Regions from separate parts of the Mus musculus genome. Here regions 1 and 2 are each linked to region 3. A link is a contact called in public promoter capture Hi-C data. All regions are on one chromosome and are shown on one strand. The core of a region is the stretch at or near the end of the contact, and the rest is flanking DNA. Distances in the headings are between cores, read along the strand shown. Region 1 holds the start of Fermt3 (fermitin family member 3). Region 2 holds the start of Plcb3 (phospholipase C, beta 3). Region 3 overlaps Gm32245 (a long non-coding RNA gene).

What was found. Promoter capture Hi-C pulls out the DNA fragments that hold promoters and counts their contacts.
Region 1: a promoter capture Hi-C map of pre-B cells shows a contact between it and region 3, with 4 times the contacts expected there. A contact is called at or near these places in 8 of 39 promoter capture datasets (the 3T3-L1 cell line, cranial neural crest, embryonic stem cells and 5 more), 2 of 484 Hi-C or Micro-C datasets (the N1E-115 cell line and palatal mesenchyme) and 2 of 130 datasets of targeted methods (both in large pre-B cells).
Region 2: a contact with region 3 is called in a promoter capture Hi-C map of pre-B cells, with 6 times the contacts expected there. A contact is called at or near these places in 8 of 39 promoter capture datasets (the 3T3-L1 cell line, the C10 cell line, the HPC-7 cell line and 5 more) and 4 of 130 datasets of targeted methods (astrocytes, embryonic stem cells and large pre-B cells).

Annotation. Positions count from the first base shown.
Region 1 is chr19:7,017,522-7,022,260 of GRCm38.p6, reverse strand. Fermt3 (fermitin family member 3) reads left to right here and starts at 2,792. Exons shown (of 15, transcript NM_153795.2): 1 at 2,792-2,983; 2 at 3,422-3,595. The coding sequence starts at 3,436. It overlaps Stip1 (stress-induced phosphoprotein 1), which reads left to right. Exons shown (of 14, transcript NM_016737.2): 12 at 131-234; 13 at 439-611; 14 at 1,090-1,565. The coding sequence ends at 1,162.
Region 2 is chr19:6,967,222-6,971,486 of GRCm38.p6, reverse strand. It overlaps Plcb3 (phospholipase C, beta 3), which reads left to right and starts at 1,673. Exons shown (of 31, transcript NM_001290349.1): 1 at 1,673-1,940. The coding sequence starts at 1,842. Gm52400 (a long non-coding RNA gene) reads right to left here and starts at 2,791. Exons shown (of 3, transcript XR_003952919.1): 1 at 2,643-2,791; 2 at 1,387-1,493.
Region 3 is chr19:6,568,692-6,572,874 of GRCm38.p6, reverse strand. It overlaps Gm32245 (a long non-coding RNA gene), which reads right to left. Exons shown (of 3, transcript XR_879496.3): 2 at 875-1,511. Among named protein-coding and RNA genes, the nearest start is that of Gm32245, 3.7 kb to the right of the region's middle.

The DNA of each region.
Region 1 (4,739 bases), core at 1,543-4,042, 450 kb before region 3:
TCATTTTTCTCCTGGGCCCTGCTTTTGCCCCCAGAGATGATTAAGGTTAAAGGCTTTGAAGCATGTAGGCAGAAGGGGAGGATCGCAGTCAGGAGCTACTGAGTTGCTGTCTGACCTGTTCTGTTTGTAGTCAAGGGTTATACACGGAAAGCAGCTGCTCTGGAAGCCATGAAGGACTATACAAAAGCCATGGATGTGTACCAAAAAGCGTTAGACCTGGACTCCAGCTGTAAGGTAAGCTGCTGTTGGCCTATAACATACATCCCCGTTGGTTTCTCCTTTGGGTGTTTTCTCTGGTCCTTCATGTCCTTCCCAAATGCTTCAGTTTCTCTTGTCTCTCTTTTTTTCCCCTTTGTCAATGATCTGTCATCTTGGACCTGCTGAAGCAGTGAGCCAAATAGTGTTGACCTGCCTCCCTTGATCTTTTCTGGAATGCAGGAAGCAGCAGATGGTTACCAACGCTGTATGATGGCACAGTACAACAGACATGATAGCCCTGAGGATGTGAAGCGGCGGGCCATGGCTGACCCTGAGGTGCAGCAGATAATGAGTGACCCAGCCATGAGACTCATCCTGGAGCAGATGCAAAAGGACCCCCAGGCTCTGAGCGAGTAAGTTGAGTGGGGAAGTGAGAGGGAATTCTATCATTCTTTCAATGTATGATTTGAGGTTATGTGCCTGAGCATTTTACCTACATGTATGTATGAAGAGGGTGTCAGACCCTCTAGAACTGGATATACAGAGGGTTGAGAGCCACTGTGGATGCAGTAAGTGCTCCGAGTTCTCTCTCCATCAATAACCACTGGGCCATCTCTAGCCCTGAATCCTATCAATCTTAACAGAAAATACTGGTGGTACAGAGAGCCTGTGAGCTTGCTTTTTCTGTTAGTCTAATAGCCTAAGCTTCTGTTGGGAAGGCCAACTATGCTAGGCTTTCAGCTGTGCAGACAAACAGTAGCATAGGCAGGTTCTTTCTGTCCTGTCTGGTGAAAAGGACTTTTGCATGTGCAGGGTCTTTGAGAATGCTCTGCAGCCGAGGAACTTGGGTGGAAGGAGACTTGTTCAGTTAACTGTATCTTCTTCTCCTAGACACTTAAAGAATCCTGTAATAGCGCAGAAGATCCAGAAGCTGATGGATGTGGGTCTCATCGCAATTCGGTGATAACTTGCTTTTCCCCCTCTTCCCTTCGCCAATGAGGAAGGCGAGCTGGGAAGGTGGCGAGCAGCACTGGGCAGAGGGGGGGAGAAGAAAGGCTTATCTTTATATTTATACATGCCTACAAGGAAGACAGACTCATCCAGCGCCACCTCGGGCCCTCCCAGCACACGCATGGTCTCTTCACTGCTGCCCTCAATCCGAGTGTCCTTCCCTGCCCAGTCCTAGCCTCCCCGTCACTGTCTCGGCTGCTCCCCCATAGTTGGTTATTTTTTATTTGGGGCAGTGGGTGCATACGGGGAGGGGAGGGTGTTCTTCCCAACCTAGGGTCCCAGCTGTCTTCACCTGTTCTTACCCACGTCCCTCCTCAATAAAGAAGCCAGTCAGGCGTGGTTATATGTTGCTACGGTCTCCAGTGACTTTCTTCTCTTAAGACACAGTAGTGCTGAATTGGAAGCCAACACAAAGCCTTTTCTTGATGGCCTTGAAAGAAAGGTCGCTGAAGAGTGAGCTGTTTGCTTTGTCAGGGTGGCCACTAGGTGGAAGTGTCGCTCAACAACTGATGACCTACCTGCATTCTGATCAGCTTTGGGTTGATGTTCTGTGCAGTGCAGTCTTAGAGTGAACCTGCTAGGTCAACACTAGAACCTAACCTAGACTCAAGGTGGGTCAGAAAGCAGGCCTGAGACTAATACTGACAACAGCTCCTGCTGCTCCAATCCTGAGCTCCACACCACTATCTTCCTCCCACACTGTGACCAACACTGAACTTCCTCATTTGCTCCCAAAAGACTGCTTCCTGGGCTAGCAAGATGCTGAGTCCAGCACCAGGCTGTACTATGTCTTACGTTAGCCTAAACTAGCTTCCTGTCCCAACCCCAGGACTCCTCAGAGCAGCCTCTCCTAGTCACACTTAAAAAGCCTTACCTTGGGAGGAGAGGTTGGCACATACCCTTAATCCCAGCACTTGGGGCAGAGCAGGCAGATCTCTGAGTTCAAGGCCAGCCTGGTCTGCAGAGTGAGTTCTGGGACAGCCAAGGCTACACAGAAACCCTTTCTGAAAAAAGAAAAAACCACGTCCATTAATGGTAGGCTGCTGCCCTGAAAAGTCTACGTTCCTGCTCAGTTCCTTAGAGCAATTTGCATCCCAGTGCCTGGCATGGACATGAGGCTGTTGGACCACCAGAACCCTCTAAAGAGACGGGATAAAGGGTCCTGGAGGAAATCACATTGAGGTTTTATGAGGCAGAGAGGCTCTAGCATGTCACTGGACAGATTTAAGGCTGGTAGGTTTGGAAACAAGTCCTGTTTAAAGGTGGGAAGGACTTCACTGCTGACTGTAGACAGTCCCACTAAGAGCAGGCTGGAGCCGGGCAGTGGTGGCGCACCCAGCACCACCAGGGCCAGGTGGATTTCTGAGTTCGAGGCCAGCCTTGTCTACAGAGTGAGTTCCAAGACAGCCAGGGCTATACAGAGAAACCCTGTCTTGAACAACAACAAAAAATAATAATAAAAGAAAAAAGCAGGCTGGAGGTGCAACCAGTAGATGCCTGGGGGTGGGGTAAAGAGAACTTTGTGGTGTCACCCCAGCACTGTTCTTCCCTCATTTCCTGTGGTAACAAAAGCAAGGGCCCCGTGGAGCCCTCTGCGTGCTGGCAGTGTGCTTCCTGTACCCAGCAACAGCCCGCCCTGGGGAGGGACTAGTACAACTTTCATGATAAGGCCACTACAGGCTGACCTCTGAAGGAAGCAACTGAGCAGGACCAGGCCAGACCAGGGTAACAGGTGTCCCACTGCCACCTGCAGCTGCAGCCCGTTGCAGGCTAGGTAAGTGAAAGACCCAGGAGGACTCACTTGTCCCCTGCTCCGCCATTCTGTGCAGAGCAGCCACACTTGCCACCACCCTAGAGGCTTGGGTTAGAGTACTGGCTGTGAGCTGTGGGCCAGGACTTGTTTCTGAGATAGGTGGGCCTGGCAGAACTGTGAGTAGGAGAGTTGACCTGTTCTGGTACCTAGCAGGGTACTTTACAATGAGTATTGGGCCTTGGTGTCCCCACCTGTGAAACCTGAATTGGCAGGACAACGTGGACTCTAAGGAACTGTCTCTTCAGCCCAAACACTTAGGATAGTAAGAGGGTTTTATATTGACTGGATCACAGTAGCTCTCTGTACCAGTGTCCCCAAAGCCTACCCACCTACCCAGGGTACCCTAGGACTCCTGCTTATTTCTAGGCAGCCCACTGTCTACTCACCTTGTCTCAGCAGAAACAGCCGCAGCCATGGCGGGTATGAAGACAGCCTCCGGGGACTATATCGACTCTTCCTGGGAGCTGAGGGTGTTTGTGGGCGAGGAGGACCCTGAGGCCCAGTCTGTCACACTCCGAGTCACGGGGGAGTCGCACATTGGTGGGGTACTTCTGAAGATCGTGGAGGAAATCAGTGAGTCCCCGTGACCCTATGTATCCAGTCATGACAGCTCTCCCTGGCTTTTCTAGGCCATTCTCGCCTCTACTCATAACCTTGTCACAGTGACTCAGGCAACAGTCTTTAATTATTTGGTTCCAAAGAAGGTATTTCTTCAACTTCCCCTCTCCATACTTCCTCCAGCTCCTACTGGTTCTGTCTAGTCTCCAAGAGACAGACAACATGGTCCCCTGTGTGTCTTGCCTGTGCCGAGGCTTATTATGTTCCTGAGGGATGGCTAGGAGGTTCCTGGGGACCTGGCACCTACTCTCCTAAATTTCCTCCCCAGCAAACCACTTGGCAGGCTGCTGACAGTGGGTGAGAGGCCCTGCCCCCACAGGAAGTTACGGCAGAGTAGGCTAGGGCGATATCAGTCACCCAGAAGGCCCCATGAGGCTTCTCATCAACTTTACCAGCAGAGAATGAGAGTTATCACTTCCTGGGAGGATGGCAGGAAAGCCCCGATAGTCAGAGCCGGAAGACATCCCACCATGAGCTCCCGATAGTCAGAGCCGGAAGACATCCCACCATGAGCTCCCGATAGCCAGAGACAGAAGGCATCTCACCATGAGTGTGGGTCCTAGGCCTCTGGAATTGGGACAGGGATAGAAGGCAGGTTTTCTAGACCCACCCAACCCTCTATGTGTATGCAGTCCAAGACGGACCAGAGTGACTGAGCAGGACAAGCCCCAACACAGCCAAATAACAGGGTTGAGACAGAAGGGAACTGCCGGAAGCAGGGCCCAAAGAGGCTGTGAAAGCAGAAGTGGGAAGAGGGTTAGTCCCTCAGAAACTGGATGTCAGACGAAGCTGGAGACTTGACATGGGTCAGGACAGAGGGGCTGGGGATGTTAGGAGTCTAGGGCAAGAACCCCAAGAGTGCTGAACACCCAGCCACCTAGACCTCACCCTGTACCACTGCTGGGCTCCATGGGCCAAGTCACTTCAGTTCCAGGATCTCAGTTCCCTGAAATAGGGGCATTATCCCCAGTCCTCCACTGCCAGGCGTGGTGAGGCCAACCTTCCTCATGATGGCATGCTGCTGCCAAAGGCTAAGAGCTTCCTGCAGGAGCTGACAGTAGACAGAACAGGAGATTTCTAGAGAGGCCTCTACAATAAG
Region 2 (4,265 bases), core at 424-2,923, 400 kb before region 3:
GGAAGAAGAGGGCCTGGCTCAACAAACAGCTTCCATCCTGTTTTTCAAGGCCCTGCTTCCAGAAGCTTCTGGGAGGGCTCAGTCATCCTGCCCTTAGCGTTGGTGTGCAGGATCCCCTGTGCCCTTTTTTTACTCTTTCCCCTTTGACATTCCCAGTTTCTTTTCTACCTGTCACCCGTCTACAGAGGGGTGTGTGTTTATTGCACTGTGATAACTAGCTCCTGGATAAGGGAGTCCTGGATTTGAAAGCAAGCCTGTGGGTAGAGGCCAATCTCCACTCTTAATGGTTCTGATCTCTGGAGGAGGTGGGTGGTAGTTGGAGCTCTGAAGGGGTATTTTCTTATAGTCCTTGTGGAGGAGGAGAAGGAGGAGGAGGAGGAGAAGGAAGAAGAAGAGGAGGGAGATGACAGGCCTGCACCCCCCCCCCTTTTCTCCTACAGACCAGGGAGCAGAGGCAGGAAGCAGAAAGAGGGGTTAAATCCTCTCAGGAAGCTGTGTGACCTTGGGCAAGTCCCTTCCCCTCTCTGGGCCTCAAGTGGAGATAACAATCACACCACTGCACAAGGCCACAGCCAAAGACAACTAGATTCATTAAGTTTGCCGCCATGATGGCGATTTGGAGGACAGCCAGTGCCAGGCAGGGCTCCTCTGGAGGCCTGAGCGCCTGGGGCAAAGGCGCCGGTAGGGAAGCTCCTCCTTAGCCGACCCTCCTCCCCCAGAGCTAGCTCCAACTCTTTCTGGGTTTCTAGGTGACTTGGCTGGCCCCTCTGGATGAGTTCTACTTTAAACCTGCTGCTGCTGCCTCCTCTGTATTGGGGGGGCTCCCACAGGGGCCCCCAGGCAGGAGCCCCCCCAGCCAAGCCCTGCGGGGGGGGCTACAGCCCCCACCCCGGCCGGTGCCCATGGGTCTGCCCCTTCGGTTCCTCAGATCACTGGAACACAGATTTCAGGGCACCTGCTGTGGGCCAGGAGCTGCACAACCCCTCCTTTGGGGACACCCACGAGGCTTCTGCCACCTCTGGGCAAACAACCATCTTTCACTATGTTCAACTAAGAGGTTCACTGAGACTGGCTCCCGTCACAGGGTCAGCAGCACAAGAACTGCGGCAAGGTTTTCTCTGGAAAACCAGGATGCCTGGGTCCTCAAAGGAGGTGGCAGCTCCAGGCCTCCAGAGCTAGGGACGGGGGAGGGGCGCCTGCCGGCGGGAGGCCCATTAGCCAGCTAAGTGCTCCCTGGGAGGGGGGACTGTGCTGCAGCAGGAGGGGGAGAGGCAAAGTGAGGGCACGCGGGTGGAGTGGGATGGAGAGAGATGGGGTGACGACGTTTCCTGAGCTCATTAAGTGCGGTAGGAGTCGGGTTGAGGACAAGGGTCTGTGTCCCCTAACCTTATTATCTTCGCCTTTTCCACCTGAGTCCTCAACCGGCTGACCTTGGCATGTCTTGAGCGGCTCCAACACCCGTCTTTCCAGGTGCACCCTCAATAGCACTTTATCTAAGACAAAAAAAAGAGAGTCCTACTGAGTCAGCCGGCCAACAAAGACCCCCCCCATTCCATCCATCATCCCTTTGGCTGCAGTCGCCGCCCCAACCGCGAGGGGGCGCCGCCGTGGGTCGGGCGGCACCATAGCGGTGGGAGGGGGCGGCACCGCCCGACGGGGCGGGGCTCTGCGGGGGCGGGGCCGGGCGCCGAGTCTCCGGTCCGTCCGGGACAGACTGGCTGGCGGGCGGGCGCTGACGCCGCGGGGCCAGAGCGGGCCGCGCGGGAGCGTGTGGAGAGAGCAGTGGCACCGTCGGTTCCCGTCGGGGCTCCGTAGGTCCCCGAGCCGCCCCTGGCTTAGCCATGGCGGGCGCGAGGCCCGGCGTCCACGCGCTGCAGCTGGAGCCGCCCACCGTGGTGGAGACCCTGCGGCGCGGGAGTAAGTTCATCAAATGGGACGAGGTAAGTGAGTGGGCTGTCCTCTGCTCTGCCTAGATCGAAGGATTCCTTCAGTCACATTCGACTAGATGAATGCCAGGGACCCCCACTTCAGTGTTGCCTGACCACCTCACCCCCTATTCCAGCCTTGTTGCACTCCGGAAACTTGAGTCCCCTGTTGTCCTGGTAATTGAAGACTTTGTCGTTGTCCCCGCTCTTCTCCCCCGCAAGACAGTAGCTGTGGTCAATTGGGCTCTTCTTGGCATGGAGACTTTGAACCCCTGTAAATCCTGTCCTTCTTCTCACTCTTTTCCACCCTTGCCAACGATGAATATCAAAGTCTCCATGCTGGTTCTTAGTTTTTGGTCTGGTCCCCAGACCCCTGTTCCTGGCACAGGACCCCCATGGGGGCATAGGACATCCTTGCCTTGGGTGGGGTGCCACTGGGATCCTACTCTTCTCAGTGCCTCGCTTGCCTGAGCCATTATAGTCATCCCTTTCCAGCCTGCCCTGGTTGATACCCTTTCGTCCTGCTTCTGGATTCCAGCGAGCTTTCTGTTCAGATGGGAGCACCGAGCCACCCCTTACCGGAGACTTTGTTCCTTTCCAGGTTCCTCCAACTCTGGGAACTTTGCTCCCCACTCCTTAACTTAGTGACTTTGAACCTCAATAAATCCTGGTCCCCACTTTTTATTGCTTTCTCTCAGGTACTTCCCTGATACTCACCTGCGGCTTCTTATCTAGATATCACGTCTCACCCACGTTTCTGTACTGTTCCCTCTCCTACCCCCTGGGCTCCTTGCTCCCTAGGGCCTCAACTCAGGCGGCCTGAGTTTCCTTACTGTTCCTTCCCAGTCGGGCCATAGGCCTGGAAGACGCTGGGTTTCTTTCCGGCAGGGTGGGGCAGGAGTGAGAACTAAGGGGAGGGGCTGGGGGCGTGGCCTTAGCTGCAGGTGTGCTGGGCAAGGGTGGGTACCCCCGGGGCCCCAGGATACCCCTTCCCCCAGGCCAGACTAAAGGGAAAAGTTTCTCCTTTTCCTTGCAGTGTGATAAACCCAAATAAGGAAGTGGAAACAAGGAGAGGGCCTGGGTTGGGGTGGGGGTGCTGAACAAAGTTTGGAACTGAAGAGCCAGAGCCCTGGGTGGCCTTTGGAGGTTAGGCCCCTGAAGATGGTGCCACAGGGGCTACAGGGACAGTACCCACAAGTTTCCCCCTTTCTAGCACTATTGGTGGCTAGCTGGTCAGGCCTAGGGCAAGGTTTGGAATCTCCTGGAGGGGTTGGGACCTGGTGTCCTCTGATTAAGAGTTGAAGGATTATGAGTCCCATGGGTTTAGGGACCTGTGTCCCCAGATCAGCTGCTGTTCTTTTGTAAACCGAGACTGCATGGGTGGGGCTGTGAACCCCTATTCTCCCAAGAGAGAAACTGAGCTCTCTGCTGTGAGGTTGAGGCTGAGGTCAGGAGCCAGGGGTGGTCCTGCAGGGGTCTTGGCTTTCTGTTTGCCACATGCCAGGACTTTGCAAGTGTACCCCTGCAAATCCTGACTCCTCAGTTTCCTCCTGTATAAAATGAGGGTGATGTAAGGACACACCTCACGCACAAGGTGTTGGGGAGCACGGAGAGGGGGTTGGGGAGCATGGAGAGGGAGTTTTAGTTTCAGGGCGTAGAGCTGGATGTGCTTCACAGACAGGGCAAGGGGACGGGAGTGTGCACCGTTGGTGGCAGGACTGTCAGGGGAGAGAGAGCAGCAGTTTGGGGATGCTAATTCTCTTTTGGCTAAAGGGAGTGTAGGACTGACTGGAGTGTAAGTCCTTGCTGGTCCTGAGCATATGGCATAGCCTTGGGCATCAGTGACTAAGTCCTTTTTTAGAAAATGAGCATATCCCTACTATCCTGCCTTTCTGTCAGTCACCATAGGGTTGTTAGGGAGAAGAAACTCCCTGCCTAGTCTTCCTGAGGGGCCCTTTTCTATAAGATGGGTGAGCCTAGAGGCTATGAGGATCCCATGAGGTACAATGTGATGGGTAATGAGCAATGAGAAAGATCTTAGGGTGGCCAGATACTGGAAGGGCTCAAGGGACAGAGAGAAGCTTTATCTCCAGGCTCCTAAGCCCTCTGCTTTCATATGATGTCTTAGTTAGGGCTTTACTGCTGTGAACAGACACCATGACCAAGGCAAGTCTTATAAAAAACAACATTTACTTGGGTCTGGCTTACAGGTTCAGAGGTTCAGTCCATTATCACCAAGGTGGGAGCTTGGCAGTATCCAGGCAGGCATGGCACAGGTAGAGCTAAGAGTTCTATGTCTTCATCCAAAGATTGCTAGTGGAAGACTGACTTCCAGGCAAC
Region 3 (4,183 bases), core at 760-3,259:
TATCTGGGGCCTTTTCTCCCACCGGTGAGTATTTCCTTTCCTCCCGGCTCCCCAGGACAGAATAACTATCTGGGAGCAGAAGGCATTAAGGCGTTAGGTAAACTCCAGTGTTCCCAGCCAGAGGGGGCTCCCTCTCAGGACATCCACGCACTGCCACCGAGGCAGCCCCAGGGGACTCAGACCTAGGTGCCCCATGCCAAAGCCATATTCTTAACCACAAGTTTGCACTGACCCTGAGAACAAGGCACTACCATTTCAATCCACAAGCCTCCCATGTTTGTAGAAACTCTGAGGAGGCAGAGCTGGCTGCCCTCCTCTCCTTTGGGCAGGTGCCGTACCCTGTGGAGGGTCCCAGGGCCCCGTGTGCTCATCTTCACAGGCTGGACACCAGTCGATGCCGGGCTGTGGCTGTGGCTGGTGCACCTTGGCTCCCCACTTCTTTATCTGCTGTGGCCCTGTGGCCTTCAGTTCCCGAGTGCCTTGGGACTGGCCAGCATCATTCTGCCCATTCCACGCTAAGCAGGCATCCCAGAAGCTTTCCCTCTTTCTCCTGCCCTGGAGCAGGAGGGGCCTGAACCTCACCCTATCACTTTCAGTGGCTGAGTGGACCACAGCCCGCGGGAGGGCTGTTACCATGACAATCATGGGTCGTACTTACAGCACAGGCCAGATGGCCTTGGCTGGCCTGGCCTTTGCCCTGCAGGACAGGTGAGACCTCAGCTGACTATGTCCACCCCCTTCTTGGCCACCTGCCTGCTGTCCTGGTCAGTGCAGAATAAGGCCTCTTTTCATGGGAGACCTGTTGGGGTCTCTTTATCTCACCATCTAGCTGGCCACACCCCACTGGGAACCACAGGAAGGCAGTGACACTCACCATTTGTGAATGTTCCATCCAGAAGCCTGTGATCCCTGCCAAGTGGGGACCTGAAGTGGAAACTTGTCAGTTGCGTCAGATGGTGTTTTGCAGGGGCAGACTCGTGAAGGAATGTTCTTCTGAAGTGGACACAGGTGAAAGGATGTTCTGCTAATAAGGCAAGCATGTGAAAGGACACGTGATGAAGGATTGTTCACTAATGACACCTTACAGTGCATAGTTGAGCTGCATCTGTCAGGACCCCATAGAGAGAAATGTACCAAAAACCTTCTGATGGTGTGCTGAGGCTTCTTGCTTCCAAGGTTCAATTGGCAGAGTGACATCAGCTAAGACAGACTCGTGTTGCTGAGGCAAGATCCATGGAAGACATGTGATGTTTGGAGGGAGTATAAATAGGGCTCAGCAGACTGTGAGAGGGCTTGCTTGTAGAGGTAGCTGTACGACGCTTCTTGGTCTTGTGTCTTCGCTGATCTTCACTTCACTGAGAGACACAGCCAAGAACTTTTCCTGGAGTCCTGTTGGTACCTCCTGCTGACTCGAGCTGAGGCTGAGGCCTGGCTGTCTCTGCTAGGTCATGTCACCGCTGCTGATTCATGTTTGCTATCCTGAACTCTATTGAATTGGACTGCTGGTGTACCTGTGAAGTGTTCATGAGTGGATCAAGCTGCTGCCGCCTGCTAACCTGTAAACTGAACTGCCAATTTCCAGACAACACAGGAGTTGCTCCAGAGAATCTTTCTAAGCAGGTCCACTCCCCCTGTATCCTTTCTTTCCTACTACCTCTGGTGGGTGGTGGGAGGTCAAAGTGTTTAAGAACCGTCATTAGAAGTAGGCTTTGAAAAAATTAAAGTTACAGGGACCACACAGCATTGACTTGAGAGGGGGCATTACCAACACTTAAAACCAGGAGTTAAAAACAGAAACAAGCAATACTTTCATCTTTTATCGGAAAATGAGAAGGTTCTGGGTCCTACCACCTTCTCCATCACATCATCTCTACCATCCCCCCACCATCATCACCATGTTCCCCCTTATAATTCCCAACCTTCCCATCATCCCCACCATCACCACCACCGTTGCCATGCCCACCATTCCCACCATCAGCACCATCACTAGTATCCTCACTATCACTGCCCATCACAATATCTCTGTTACCACCTGTCTCGCCTCGGATCACAGCCAGTGTGTCTCCCACGTGCCTCATAGAACCCTTGATGTCTCCAGGGAAATGAGTCTGTTACTTGAGGCTAGCTATTTTAAGAAAACATGTGGCAGATATTCTGCAGAGGACAGAAGACACAGAACTCTGTGAAGACACCAGGAGAGCTATCAGAAACAGGCCAGCTAGCAGGGCCCAAGGTGAAGAGGACCAAACAAGCCCTTGGAGAACAGTAAGGGGCCAGCCTAGCCAGGGTGGGCATGCCATGGTGCCAGCCATCAGGGTGGAGAAGGAAGGTTAGGGCTTTGTGTAGCAAGCGACTCGTGGCTGCTCCTCATCCAGTTGGGAAGCCAGGCCTTGCTCTACCCATGAGGTGACAAGTGCTGACTGTCTCCTTACAAGCCATTTCACAGATGGGAAAAGTAAGTCCCAGGGGCGCGAGTAGTTGCTGGAGGGAAACTGAGCTTGAACTTTGGCCAAACAGCTTCCTGTTCCCCTTCCATCACCCACCATGCCCTGCACAGAGAGGCCCTGCCTTAGAGAAGCTTTGGCGATTAGCACATGCCCCTGTAAGCACGCTGAGTTGGCAGTGACATCCAACGGAACCTCTGAAGAATGAAGCTCCGGCTTGCCTGGAACCTGGTCTTCATTAACACCAAAGCTGGGGCTGGGAGGGTGGCGCAGTGGGTAGAGCTCCTGTCTATCATGCAGAAAACCCTGGGTTCAATCCCCAGCACCACAGAAAACAGGATACAGTAGGCTAGCCTGGGCTACATGAGCTCATCTCAGAAACCAAAAGCCGAAAAAGCCCCAAGATCTAAGAAGGAAAATCATTTGTTTTGCACTATAGTTAACCACCTATAGGTTATAATCACAAATAATACATCTCTGAACAAAAAGAATGAGATCAAATACTTTTTTTGCAATCTTTCATTTTTAGGGTTTTTCCCCCTCCCTCTTCTTGATAAATTAGAAGGAAGCCAACATCCAGAGCCCACCCCCACCCCCACCACCAACCTCTTCAAGGCTTCCTGGCTCTCCCAGGGACCACAGAGTATCTTTTGTTATTCAAATCAGAAGCTTTGAAGTTCTAACCCTGCCATTACCCACAACTCTCTGTTGTTCTCTCCGAAGGTTCCAGATCCTTTCCAGTCCTCCTCAGTCAGTGTTCACACACGTCTGAAACACGGGAGGATGTCACACGGGGCTTTGCCTCTGCAGCCCTGGCCCGGGCTGGGTCTACCTGGCAAAGCCATCAGTGCCTTTTTGATGGGGGTAGGGACTGACTTTTAGAATGGTGTGGAATAACTTTCTCTTGTGGTCAATGTTAAATCCAAGCACCGTGGAGTTGGGGGATGTGGCCACACTGTCCTTGATAGGGACTGAGTCAGGGAGCCTGGGAGGTCCTCCAGGCCCCTGTGGGTCTGCCCTGGGATGCTGTCCCCAGCTGGGAGACATGCTTTCAGAAGCAGAGGCATAAAACCTTTTGAGGTCCCTCTGCTGTGGACAAGCCTGACTGTGGGAGGGGTGTCCTGCATTCAGTACGCCGCCTTATGTCACTAGCTAAGTCTGACAGGCAGGACACTGAGCTGGCAGTGGCCTCCAGGCAGCCAGTGTGAGATGCTGCATGCTGCAGCATACACCTAACTGTGACTCTGCCCGAAGCTCCTCCTTAATGTTGTTCTGCTATGGCCTGGCCCTAGACCCACGAAGCTCAGGCAGGGACATCTTCCTCTTGCAGAGCCTCTTTGGTGCAGTGGACTTACAAGGCCAAGCCACAACCACCCCATTGCCCAGGTGCTGGGCCACCGCATGACCCTGGTGGACTCCACTTGGGCTACGGCCATAGTACTGCCTGGCCTGTGACCACTGCAAAGCCCCTGAGCATTTTTCTGAAGAGGAAACTGGAGCTCAGAGAAGTAGCCCAGGCTGGCCTCAGATTCCCTACACAGCCTTAGATGACCTTGAACTCCTGGTCTTCCTGCCTTAGCTCCCTGCTGCTGGGGTCACAGGTGGGTATCATCATGTCAGGCAGCAGTAGCAGCTGTTTTCCTCCTCCTCCTCCTCCTCCTCCTCCTCCTCCTCCTCCTCCTCCTCCTCCTCTTCCTCCTCCCCTTCTGCTTTTCCTTTGAGACAGAGTCTCACTAGTA